Regions from separate parts of the Zea mays genome. Here regions 1 and 3 are each linked to region 2. The links are chromatin contacts, called in public Hi-C maps. All regions are on one chromosome and are shown on one strand. Each heading gives the region's core, a stretch centred on a gene start, on an enhancer-like site or on the middle of the called end of the contact. The rest is flanking DNA. Distances are from core to core; before and after follow the strand shown. Region 1 holds the start of LOC100501547 (putative protein kinase superfamily protein). Region 2 holds the start of LOC118472974. Region 3 holds the start of LOC100278124.

Region 1 (3,978 bases), core at 396-2,895, 240 kb after region 2:
ACGAAAAGAGATGGCCGTATGTCCTGGAGTGTCGCCGTAGTGCTGGCCGATTGGCAGGTTTCAGGTTGCTGTCTGCTCGCAGGGGCCATCATCGACTGCCATGCTCCCAAGGACGACAGCGATGGAGTTATGGGGGACGTCATTGATGCATCTTCGGGGTTACTATTTGAGATCCTCGATTCGTTGCAACTGGATCATCTCTTTCTCTTTCTTCTTCTCCGAGTAGCGAGCCAACCAAATCAGCACTGATTGGGCTGATTAAATAATTAAGGGTTTGTTTGGTTCAACTTTGAATTTCAGAAAATCTAATTTTAGTCGTGAGATGTGAGAAAGCTATTGTGAACTAATAATTATAAAAAAAACTAAAACTTGTTTAGCTGAAACAACTATCAACTATATATTCTAAAAGAGCATGTCAACTTATACCATGGATGTTAAGAATAATCTAGAAAATATAGGGTAGAAAATCTATTTCGTTTCACTGTGGCAGTGTTGTAAAGAATGTTGTGAAATTCTCATTGAGAATAGCCTTAAGGGAACGTTGGTTCGGTTTTTCAAATACAAAAGACACTAAAGAGACTCAGTGATATAACTCTGACTCTCTAGATCATAAATATAGTTAATAGATAGATACGTATGGATAGTTATGTAAAGATAGACTCTTATCTTATATTTTTTCCATCTAATAACTCTTTTTTAAACAGGAGTAGTAATTTCTAACGGAGAGATTACACCGAAGTTGTTCTATTCTATCCGAGCGAGAAGAAAAGCCTCGATCACGGCGGCTATGATTTCGGTCTCGTGGTTGTAATGTAGCCTCAGTGCTAGCCCAGCTCAAGTCAAGACCGGCGCCGAGCCGCAAAATCAAGGGCGTCCGGTTTAATAATCACCCAACTCCATATTTCGAGGTGTAATTCCAAGGCTGCTTTTGTGCATCCGAGATGAGCTAGCGGTAATGGACGAGGTGTGGCCATTTTTATTCCTCCCCATTGCCGAAACTGCTGGCCATGGACTGTGCTGCAGTCTGCAGCAGTCCAGCCAGTTGCGTGATTATTATCCGCAGTGAAACGAAGTGGCGAACACAAAAGAATTCCAATCTTGATGAGCGAAGACTACCGACGACGATAGCCGCAGCAGCAGCCGCAGCCGGCCAGCCGCTATGCCAAATGACTGAAACGCAGTCTCTCTCAGATGTTGCTCCCAGCAAGGAAATCAAAACAAAAACTCTGCTCATAAATCTCACAAAATCTTGAGAGATACGCACAGGACGTCAGGACTCAGGACTACTACCGGTTACTCGTCGAGAGTCGAGAGGACTGAAAATGTTCCCACGTTACAATTTAGTACAAACAAGGTTTAAATTTGTACGTATTTGGCAGCGTAGGGACTGTTTGCGCCGCGACCCTCGGGCAACGCGAGAGACCCACCCCTGCACCGCTGCACGGCTGCACGCTGCGCCCAGGCCCCAGGGCCGCCGCGGTTCCCCAAGCGCATCACCATTAGATTAGCGAGGAGGAGTAACCGCTTTGTTGAACCACTCGAAAAGCGCATCCTTTTACCACCAACCTTTGCCTTTGACCCGTCCCACCCTCCCGCACCCTTTGTCTCCTCTGCACTTCGCCTCGCCGCCTGAATCCCCCCACAAGCACCCCCACACCAATCACTGGAGGCGGAGGGAGGGAGGGCTCTCACTCACTCTCGGTCCCAGTAGCCGCCCGCAATGCAGCTCTGGTCCGCGTCGCGCCGTCGCCATGGCTCAGTCATGTGAGTCTCCTACAGGCACAGGAGGCGCCATCTCTCACCTCTCCGCAGTCAGCATCGGCAGTGCCATGGCCGCTCCTCGGTCCTACTAGCAAAGGTACCTCTCCATCCTCCTCCAGTCCTCCACCGCTCGCCGGCTGACTGGTCGAATGACCGCCGGCTGACTGACTGACTGATTGATTCGGGTGTCATTTTCCCCAGGTGGGGATGACCATTCCTGATCTGTTGCTTGCTTTAATGCCTCCCTCCCCATCACTTTCCAGATCCAGCCCACCTCTTCCCTTCCTCCTCCTCCTCCTCCTCCTCCTCCCCCGCGTCTTTATAAATCTCCCGCTGCCGCATTCACTGGCCACCGGAGTTAGTGCCCCCATGTCCTGACGCGGACGCGCGGGGAGCACACCACATGCCGACGTGCTGTGCTGTTGCCTCATATGATTTCGGTGTGCTCCATCATACCTGCCTCTCTTCTTTTTTTTTTCCCGGTGGGGAGAAAAGCGGGGGCAGCGAGTTGTGCGCCTTGTGAGCTTGCAGCTGTTCCAGGTTGCAATGCCTGTGCTGCTCGTGCTTTAGTCTAGGCTGCCCCCTTTTTCTTCCCGTTCGCTTTGGGAACATAAAAGATTTTTTCTCCCTTTCTTTGCTAATCTCTCTGGCGCTGGCCCACTTCGCCCCCCTATTTTTGTGGGGAATGCCGGGGTGGGGGCTTGTGATTTTTGAGCCCTCGTTCTAGTGCTTGGCCTTTTGGGGAGTGTTGATGCGGCGTTATGGGGCGATGGATCTGTTGTGAAACGCGAGCTCGTAGCACTAGCACTAGCTTGTCCGGGACCGGGAGCCTGCGAGGTAATTTCTTGGCCATGGATCCTGAAAAGGCCCCTCTTCTCTCTCTCTCTCTCTCTTCCACACACACACAGGTATCCGCCGCCGTGTGTTTGCTGTGCTCGTTTTCTGTCTGTCTTGATCGTTGTGGATTAGTTCTTTCGTTTTTTTTTTGTTGAATTGCTCACTCTGCAGCCTGTTTTTCTTGCAGAACCTTTTGTAGTTCTATTGCTAACGTGGCCAATTGATCTTTCAGATCAGGAGCTGGGGATTGCCCTGCCACTCTGCTGAAAGTTTTGGAGAAGTTGTGGTGTTTCCCTGCCTATTAGAGTCTGCGCTTCTGTGTTCCTGATCAACTGCTACTACGCGATTGTTGTCTTCTCAATCTGTCTGGCCAAGCATGGCTGGCCAGACGTCAAAGGCAAAGGAAGCAGGAAAAGATGACAGAGAAGAACCCGGAGCTGAGGCGGCGAAAGAGAAGTTAGTGCCGTCTCACCAGCAGCAAGAGTCTCCAGCTTCTGTGGTGGACAAGGATTCTTCAGGTGTGTCTTCAGTTCCTGGTGATGAGTCACCGGTCCTAGAAGGGGATTCTGTTGAGTTGAAAGTGGAGGAAAACTTGGATGGTAATGGGAATAAGGAAAATAAAACGTCCCAGAAGAGCAGTACAAGTGATGGCTTTGCTTCTGCTAAAGTGAGTGATGGGACAAGTAGTTTGAGGAAGACCAGTGGTAGTGTGGCCATGAGTACTCGGGCTGATTTCACTGAGAGTGGGAAGAGCAGCATGTGCCGTGCGAGCACCGCCAGTGACATTAGCGATGAGAGCTCCTGCAGCAGCATGAGCAGTGCCACCACGAAGCCACACAAGGGGAATGATTCAAGGTGGGAGGCTATCCATGTGGTGAAGTCCAGGGATAAAGTTCTTGGACTGAATCATTTCAGGCTGCTTAAGAAGTTGGGCTCTGGTGATATAGGAAGTGTGTACCTATCTGAATTGAGTGGTACACGGAGTTACTTTGCCATGAAGGTTATGGATAAGACTTCTTTGGCAAGTCGGAAGAAGCTGCTTCGAGCTCAGACCGAGCGGGAGATCCTGCAGTCCCTGGACCATCCATTTCTACCAACCCTGTATACTCACTTTGAGACAGATAAGTTTTCATGCTTGGTTATGGAATTCTGCCCTGGAGGGGACCTTCACACTCTTCGCCAAAGGCAGCCTGGAAAATATTTTTCAGAGCAAGCAGCAAAGTATGTACTCCTGCAAATGATAAGTTCAATATCTTGCGTAATTCGCTGGTTAGCTTTTTTTTTACCAGGAGTTGTGTAATGCTTATCTGCAGGTCAACACGTTTGCATTGCAATTTTATTCTAGCACAATCTTGTTTTGAATACTTTGTTTGTACTCAC
Region 2 (4,026 bases), core at 1,274-3,773:
AATGACAGGTCTTGGAGGAAATGCCACTAACAGTAACAATGAAATGGTTGTGATTACCGATGAGAGGCCTGCAATTTCTGGACCTAATTGTCAGGAAAATATCCCAAACAGTATTGAGGAGGTATGTTCTAGTCTTCACTTAGCTTTATGTTAGAAAGAACCTTGCATGCAAGTTAACATTTCCCCATTGGAGATCACGTCTTAGAAAGTGCTGGGATACAAAGATAGCAGATTATTTTTTGATGGGGAAAATCGAGTTTCTCCAGTTGGGCTACTTTGATTTCATTTAGCAGTGTTATTTCACTTTAGTGTCAGCAAAGGTTCTAATTGTGAATTCTCTGCTCTGTGGGTTTTTGAACTTTTGTAGTCATACATAATGACTCCATATAAAGATTCTGATGATGATGATGATGAGGATTTCGAACATATAGAACATTCAAGGCGTAGGAGGAAATTGGTTCCTTCATGGGCTCGGTATGTGTCTACCTTACAGTTCCAGAATCTCTTAATAACATAGTTGCTGTTCTTTACATATGTTATGTTGATGTGAATATGTGATGCCGTATGGCAAAGCTCAGGAGCCACAACCACAACGTGAGGGTGGGGGGGTCATAGGATGAGTTAGTTCGCATAATTGATGATTAATGATTATGGGATGCAAGATGCAACAGAGAAACTCAAGGCATCTCAGTCATGCCCATTTCTCATTTTATTACTTGATTTTCCCTCATTGTCCCCTGAGAGATTACTGATGACACGGTCTCTTCTCTGATTTGCAGGGGAGAGAACTTGGAGAAAATCTTGTTATCCAATTATGTTTTGGACCCTAGGAAAATCTTTGCACGAAAACGCTCCTCTGATCTCTCTGAAAGTAATCCCTTATCCATCACTGCCCTTGTGAATTAAATGATCCTGTTAGTTGCAAACACTTACTTTCTTGTTCTTTGCAGTTTGTCCTGCCCACATACCGCAACGTGGTTTCAGATGAGTTTCTTTCCTAGTTCGAAAATAGGTCCCAGATGAGCTTGCATTGACTGAACTCTTGGTTGTACGCTGCTGCCTTTCGTCAGGCAGTTTGTGTATAAGCTGGTTTCACTAGTTTCATATATGTAAGAACAACATTCTTGTACCGTTAGGCAACTGCGGCAACGATCGTACGTTGTTGTACATAGTTTCGATTAGTTCACCAAGGCTTTTGATTCGACGCACTCCGTGCAAGGAGATATAAGCTGTTGGTTGACAAGAGTATTTATCTTGTCTGAGCACTGTGCTCAAAGGAGCAGCCATGGTTGTTAAGGTGTTTCTGTGTAACATCATGTAATGCCATGATGGAGTAACTTGTACACATGGAAACGATAAAGATCGGCTATTTTTAACGCAAAGAAATGACGCATCGGATTGTTTAAACGATTTGGATCAATCATGCAAAGTTTTCTTTGAATAATGTGGCTGGACATTATGTACGAAGAAAAAGGAACGCGGATCAAATAGAGGCAAAGAACACGGAGCAACCATATGCCACGAGAATGTTGCGTAGAAGAATGGCACAGTATTTCCCCTGAAGTTAATTATGTCCGCGTGGTGTTCGTGCGGCCTGGGCTAGCCGGCTGGGACTGAGGAACGCAGCACGCAGAATATCTGGTGTCGGTTGCAAAACGAACATGAGACCTATAGTGACGGTTGAGTCCAGGTCGCGGCGCGTGCCGTAGGCATAGTCGGCGGCCGCATTGTGGCGAGCGGGTCGACGACGACGAAGCCTTTGAGGATGGCAAGTCGCACGTCGCTCGTCACAATGATCGCCGTGGAGCCCGGCGCCACGGACGCCTGAACTGGTGGGAGTAGAGGCAGAGACAGCGGTGCCCCTCCCCGTGTGCCGCTCCTTACTGCTGGCCTCGTGGAGCTTGTCTTGATCCTTCGCCCCGCCGGCGACTGTGCCACAGGTCCACCTGCAGCCGCAAGTATATTGCACATGAAACATCCGCATAACCCACGAGAAGAAGCTAGCTGCACTGCATGCGTTGCATGGCCCCCCGAGAGATCACGGTTCGGTGGCCTGTGGGCGATGACAGTGAGAGCAGAGAGCACACGGCCCTCGCAGAAGCGAGGCTTTTCCTCGCTGGTGCTGGGTTGTGCTCTCTCTCTTCTGTCATCGCTCCCGAGGTCCACTCGACCGCTCTCTCCATCCCTGCCCGGGCCCCCCCGCCGGCGTCGGCCCTCCCCCTTTGCCACGGACCCTGCACCGAGAGGAAAACCCAATAAGCCATCCATATCTGCCACGCCAGACGCCACACCATCGTGCATGCGATGGGACTATGGGAGGAGCGCCACTGCACCAGCAGATGGCCACACGCCTGAATCATCAGAGAAGTGTGGGTGGACGGAGGAGTTTGCTTAGCTTCGCCAGTTCGCCGGGAGGGAGAGAAACAGCGTGACCATGGACGACGAGACTCCGATGCTCGCCCGCCGCTGGCTTGTGGTGCGTGCTTGCGAGGAGACGGTGTGTGTGTGTGTGTGTGAGAGAGAGAGAGAGAGAGAGAGAGAGAGAGAGAGAGAGAGAGAGAGAGAGAGAGAGAGAGAGAGAGAGAGAGAGTGAGCAGTCCGTGAGGCGTGGCAGCGAAACGTCTGGGCTCAAGTAATAAAGCGAAACTCTCCGGGTGACCGGGGTGAGGCACGGCCTGCCTGCCTGCCTGCCGCTGCTGCCCTGCAGAACGTGGGAAGCGTGTTTACTCGGTGCGCGACTGCGCGCCGACCCGAAACGGCGCCGAGAACGTGGCCCTGCGTCCGCGCCGCGGCAGTGGCCATATCCGGCAGAGAGCGACGGGGGGACGCCGTACCGCGCGTTACGTCTGGCCGTTGTAAATTCAGTTGTTGTTGTGAGGGGGGGTCCGCGCGCGCGCGGGCGCGCGCGGCTGCGAATTAATCCGCCGCGGCGCGCGCTGGCCGCCCTCTGCCTGCAGGTGCAGCCAGGCGCTGCGGAAACGCTCGTGCACGTCGCGCTCGCGGCGCTGCTGGGCTAGCGTGCACGCAGCAGTCGCGCGCGCGGCCGGGCAGTGCGCAGGGGTGGATGGAGCCATGGAGGGAAGGTGCTGTAACTGCATCACCTTGGAAAGGAACCGTTGCAAGTGAGACGTTGTTTTTGATTTGGTTGTGCAAACACTGCCGAAACTCCCTCCTTCCTGACAACCAGAGTGGCGGCGGGCGCAATTTATGTGTTCACGGCAAAAAAAATTAGAAAGGCTTGCATAGATAATCAGGTTCAACTACATGCTTGCTTGGACAATCCAAATCTCGACATGCATGTCGCCAAGTCTCTACTCAGATCATCAGTGACGATCGATCAGTCGCTAACGTTGCCGTCCTTGACGGCATCGCGGCGCGGAGTGGCCATTTGCCACGTCCTTGATCTCCCGGAGAGCACCAGCCGCAGGCACCGCCTGTAGGTGGTGGCGTTTATCTGGGGCAGGTCCACGGACGTCGCCTTGTCAACCTCCGACGCGCGCACAGCATCAGGTGCATCTCCCCCTGCTCGCTGGCTCTAGTACGCGCCACGCCGTCGTGGACCCTGAACCGCTCCCCTCCGCCCCTGGCCAGCCTAGCCTTGACCACCAGCACGCCAATGGCCCAGAACGTTTTTGGCGAGGACCAGCCCGCGGGGAGGTCCCACACCCTCGCTTCGCCGTCGTCGTCCTCGGAGCACGACACCCGGTTTTTTCTTTCACCTGTTGGTCACGGCCACCGCGACGAGCGGCGTGGCGTTGGTGCAGCTGGCGGAGACGGGCTCGGGGACGGACAGCTCGCGGGCGGGCACCGGGGATCACCAATAAAGAAGGCGGATAGAACCAGCGCCCATGGCTGGGCAGACGTGGGGAGCTGCAAGCCTGCAACGAACGTGGTGCCGGTGCCGACGGCCACGGCGAGGCCGTTCCGCGGCGTGTTTGGCGACCGGGGAGTCGTCCACGACGTCGGCCGGTAGTGGGGCCCCGGCCGGCAGGATGAGCTCGTCACCGCCACCACCACGGCACCACC
Region 3 (4,146 bases), core at 471-2,970, 180 kb before region 2:
CCAAACCGTAAAGGTTACCTTGCTCCTTACAAAGGTACAAAATACCATCTGCCAGAATTCCGAAATGGTCCGATGCCAGGCGGTAAAAAGGAGAATTTCAATTACGCACATTCTTCTCTTAGAAATGTTATTGAGAGGTCATTTGGTGTGTTGAAAATGAAATGGAGGATTCTATTGAATCTCCCTAGTTATCCAATGCCAAAACAAAGCAAAATAATTATGGGATGCATGGCACTTCATAATTTTATTAGAGAGAGTTATCTGGGAGACAAGGACTTTGATTTGTGTGACCATGATGAGAATTATGTTCCTGAAATTGGTGAGTCATCTACTGCCGGTGCAATTAGTCAAGACGTCGTTTCAGTTCAAGGTGAAGACGACTACAATATGAATGAATTTCGAGAATGGATATGTGATGGTTTGTTTAGTAGAATGTAAAATGCATTGTGTGTAATAAATTTGTGTATCGTTCTGGACTGTTCTATTATTTGAAACTCATTTGTGGCAGCTTCTCAGTTTGGCATTTGGAATATTTGAAATATATTTAAAATATATTTGTGGTTTGTTCATATTGGATGCAATGAAACGAGAGAGATCTTGTAATTTTTGCTTCTGTTGTGCAAGCAGTTGCAGTTTCCTTTTGGTGGCATTTGATTTATAATATATTTCACAGTCGCATTTGTAAACAGTCGTATTTGAAATATATTTCAGTTCACAGGTGTTTGTATTTCAGTTTCAAATATATTTCAGTTTCAAATATATGCTCAGCAGCACAGTTCAGTTCAGCAACACAGTTTCAGCTCAGCGCACAGTCTTATTTGCAAGCAGCAGGGGCAGGGGCAAGAGTGAGGGCATTTTGGTATTTGTATACTGCTTTAACTGTGTTTAGCTCATGTTTAGTCTCTAGAACCAAACAGGGTAGGGACTAAAGATTAGTCTCTTGACTAAACTTTAGTCCTAGGACTAATAAAACCAAACAGCGCCTAAGGCCCTTTTTGCTAGGTTCTTTCAAGGGCTCTGTCAGCAGCTCCTCCACATAATCTATTAGGACATGTACAGTGGTAGTATTTAATATATAGAGACTTTTGAAGTGTTTAAAGTGGTATTTGCAAAAAAAAAATCGTGGTGTTGTCTCTCTATAAAGAGATGTCTCTGGCTCGTAACCCAAATAGCAACAGAAGTATTATTTATAATTGTACGAATTCGTCTTCTGTTCTGTCGATCTGATGTTGTATGAAAGCATTTAATTCTGTATTTATTAATTCACTATTTTTATATACACTCTATTGTATAATAAAGTCTTTTAATTGTCTTTTATGTTTGAAGAACTATTTTAGTGTCTCTCCATTATATATGTCTGGTAGGCTTTTTTATTGACTTCTCCATAAAAATAGGAAGAAGATGTGCCTAGAAACTAAGCGAAGCCGAAAGCCTAAAAAGATGCTTTTTCGGTTCTTCATGTCATTCCCTCTGCTATAAAAATAGGAGTTATGTTTATAATAAAATAGGGTGATCCTTTAAAAGCTCTTTTTGAACATAAGAAAATATTTATTTAGAAGAGCTAGAACAGAGCTGAAGCTCATGATACAAGAGCCCTGTTGTGAGTGCTACGTAGCATGTGTAGATGGACTAGGACTATTTGTGGCGGTACCAAACGAGCAAAACCCCAGAGGTAGGAGCACGAGTCATGAAGTAGCACTGTCGCATCAGGCCGACAGCCGTTCGTACAACCTAAAAGAAGGGAAGCAGAGCAATGCCAACGCGGCGGGGGCGGACCAGGAAGGGCGAACGCCGGATCGACGCGGCCATCGACCACTTCGTCGTCATGGGCTACGACGCACGCGACATTAGCGCCGTCGTTGCTGATCTCCTCAAGGTGATTTTCGATTACGTCCTCTCCCTTCTTAGTTCTTTTTTCCTGCAAGCAGCATCGTTGGGCTATGGCGGCGTTGTAGGGTTTTGGTTTCCTGTTTCTCCGCGGATCGATTGGGGGTCCGAAATCTGCTGCTTTTTTTTGTGCCTTGGACAGCCAGTTCCAAGGCGTTCTCTTGTGTTTGCGGCGATCGGCGCTTCAATTCGAGTGTGAATGAATGAATGCGCTAGCTGATCGATCAATTGTGGTTTTTCCACTGCTATGGCTGTAGGTGTACGGGGGCCCTGATGCGTGGCCCTTACTGGAGGAAGGCTCCTACGAGGTTGTGCAAAACAGGCTCTTCGAGATTGAGGACGAGGAGAAGCAGAAGCAGGACCAGCAGCTGCTGCTGGAGCACCACGACCAGCAGCTGCTGCTGGAGCACCACGACCACCAGCTGCTGCTGGAGCACCACGACCAGCAGCAGCTTGATTGCCAGCAAGTGGAGGATGAGCGTCCTCAGGTTGGGTGATTCCTCATTTCTTTTTGTGGTCTCTCTCAGTAACCACGTGGTCTCTCCTTATCGAAAGACCCATGCATGGTTTGCCCAACATGTCTACTAAAGACCCATCATCATCCATGGTTTCTCAGTTTGACCTCACTGCTGCAAGGCCACCTAGTTTCAATTGTGAATACGTGGAGATTGACATCTGAAAATCTGAATCTTCCTGCAAACCAAGACACATCTTTTGTCCGTTAGCATTCATGCCCTGACGTCTCATTGTATCCGCTGTTATCACTTCGTTGGTACCGGTCCAAGTCCCACCTAACCAATGTTAAGCGGGGGACTTCTGATAATATCATTTTTCTCAACACCTCACAGGACACCTGTGTATTTCCATGTTGAAAAGAAGGTGGCCTCAACTACCAATTAGTTCGTTAGTTGGTTCAACCCAGCTAAAATCAGCTACTAGTTAGCCAGCTAATTCCACTAGCAATTTTTTAGCCAGCTAACTATTAGCTCTATTGCATTGAAACAGGCCCTAAGTAAAATATACTGACATCTTGCACATACTCCTAAGTGGTGCAAGCAACCTGCTTCACCTATTCTTCCACTGCAAGGCTTCTAACTGAGATCGTGCCACATTTTTTGGACAAACTATTCTGCTCTTTATCTCTTTCCAATTGCGTAAAACCATCATTGTATCAATAAGTTTGGTGGGTAGTTCTGAAAAAACTGGTTTCACCACCAAGTAACTTCGAGTTGGTATTAATTTTTGTTTCAACCCAACATTCTTACTTAGTTACTTGTTACTTCTGTATGTGTCCATGAACATTTCAATGCCTAAGCATGCAACGTGAACCAGTGTAAATGAAAAGTTTTATATTATGCTAAAGTAAATATAGTTGTCATTTTGTGTTTGTACAATAATCTATCTTGGATATTTCCATGACTTTTGGTATCACTATTGCCATTAAGTCCATTACGCTACAGTGATGATGTCAAATTTGATGCTGGCACAATGCAGCAAACTGAAAGTTAACCAACTGCCAGTCTGTTGTTTCTTCTAATTGTAGACCTTTCGGTGGATATTCATTAATTTATGATTATGGTTTCTGTTGTCATCCAATCGACAAATGCTTATGCATGTTGTGGAATTCTCAAATAGGATGATACAAATTTCAACACTGGTAGAATGCAGAAAACTAAAAAAGAACGAACAAACTGCCATGCCATAATACGGCATTTTATTCTAAGCAGAAACTCTGAGTCATAATATATGCATGTTGTGAAATTACTAGCGGGCTCAATTCAATATGTTTTGTACATTTGTAGCACCAAGAACCAGCAGCAGACGAGGGAGTGGAAGTCCCTATGTTCATTGAACCACAAGATAACATATCAATTTCAAAGGTACCAGCAGAGACTAAGTCAGCAGATGACGAAGTGGAAGGCCCTATGTCCATTGAACCACCTGTTTGTGAAGCTGTATTGCCACTTAATGTAGCTATAAGGACTCGCCCAAGGCGACCCTGCTATGGATGGCTTAGTGAGTCAGAAGATGAGGAAGAGGAACAACCTACTGGTCAAAAACATGAGGTGCATGTTCTAAGTCGGGGAGAGCGAGCCCAGTAGATGGTATGTACACCCTATTACTATGCTCTTGTTGAGTGGTTACTTGTGGTGTGTTTGGTTTGAGGAATGAGGTGGTCTATCTTCCTCCCACTCGTCACTTCTTTTTATTTGGTTTATAGAATAGAAAATGAGTTGATCCATCACCACCTCATTCCTC

Evidence for each region. Hi-C and Micro-C count contacts between places; a contact is called where the count stands out from the background.
Region 1: a Hi-C map of seedling shows a contact between it and region 2, with 10 times the contacts expected there. The contact joins the promoter of LOC100501547 here to the promoter of LOC118472974 in region 2. A contact is called at or near these places in 3 of 25 Hi-C or Micro-C datasets (endosperm, seedling and tassel).
Region 3: a Hi-C map of tassel shows a contact between it and region 2, with 3 times the contacts expected there. The contact joins the promoter of LOC100278124 here to the promoter of LOC118472974 in region 2. A contact is called at or near these places in 4 of 25 Hi-C or Micro-C datasets (ear, leaf, tassel and 1 more).

Annotation. Positions count from the first base shown.
Region 1 is chr7:136,209,497-136,213,474 of Zm-B73-REFERENCE-NAM-5.0, forward strand. LOC100501547 (putative protein kinase superfamily protein) reads left to right here and starts at 1,646. Exons shown (of 3, transcript NM_001196243.2): 1 at 1,646-1,858; 2 at 2,831-3,819. The coding sequence starts at 2,975.
Region 2 is chr7:135,971,743-135,975,768 of Zm-B73-REFERENCE-NAM-5.0, forward strand. It overlaps LOC118472974, which reads right to left and starts at 2,524. Exons shown (of 1, transcript XM_035961037.1): 1 at 1,411-2,524. The coding sequence starts at 2,301. The coding sequence ends at 1,669. LOC103632907 reads left to right here. Exons shown (of 9, transcript XM_008654621.3): 6 at 1-121; 7 at 368-474; 8 at 780-871; 9 at 951-1,420. The coding sequence ends at 988. It overlaps MIR156j (microRNA MIR156j), which reads right to left and starts at 2,169; the gene lies at 2,045-2,169.
Region 3 is chr7:135,794,564-135,798,709 of Zm-B73-REFERENCE-NAM-5.0, forward strand. It overlaps LOC100278124, which reads left to right and starts at 1,721. Exons shown (of 4, transcript NM_001151503.2): 1 at 1,721-1,876; 2 at 2,145-2,375; 3 at 3,690-3,992. The coding sequence starts at 1,754. The coding sequence ends at 3,989. It overlaps LOC103632906, which reads left to right. Exons shown (of 4, transcript XM_008654620.3): 4 at 751-849. The coding sequence ends at 849.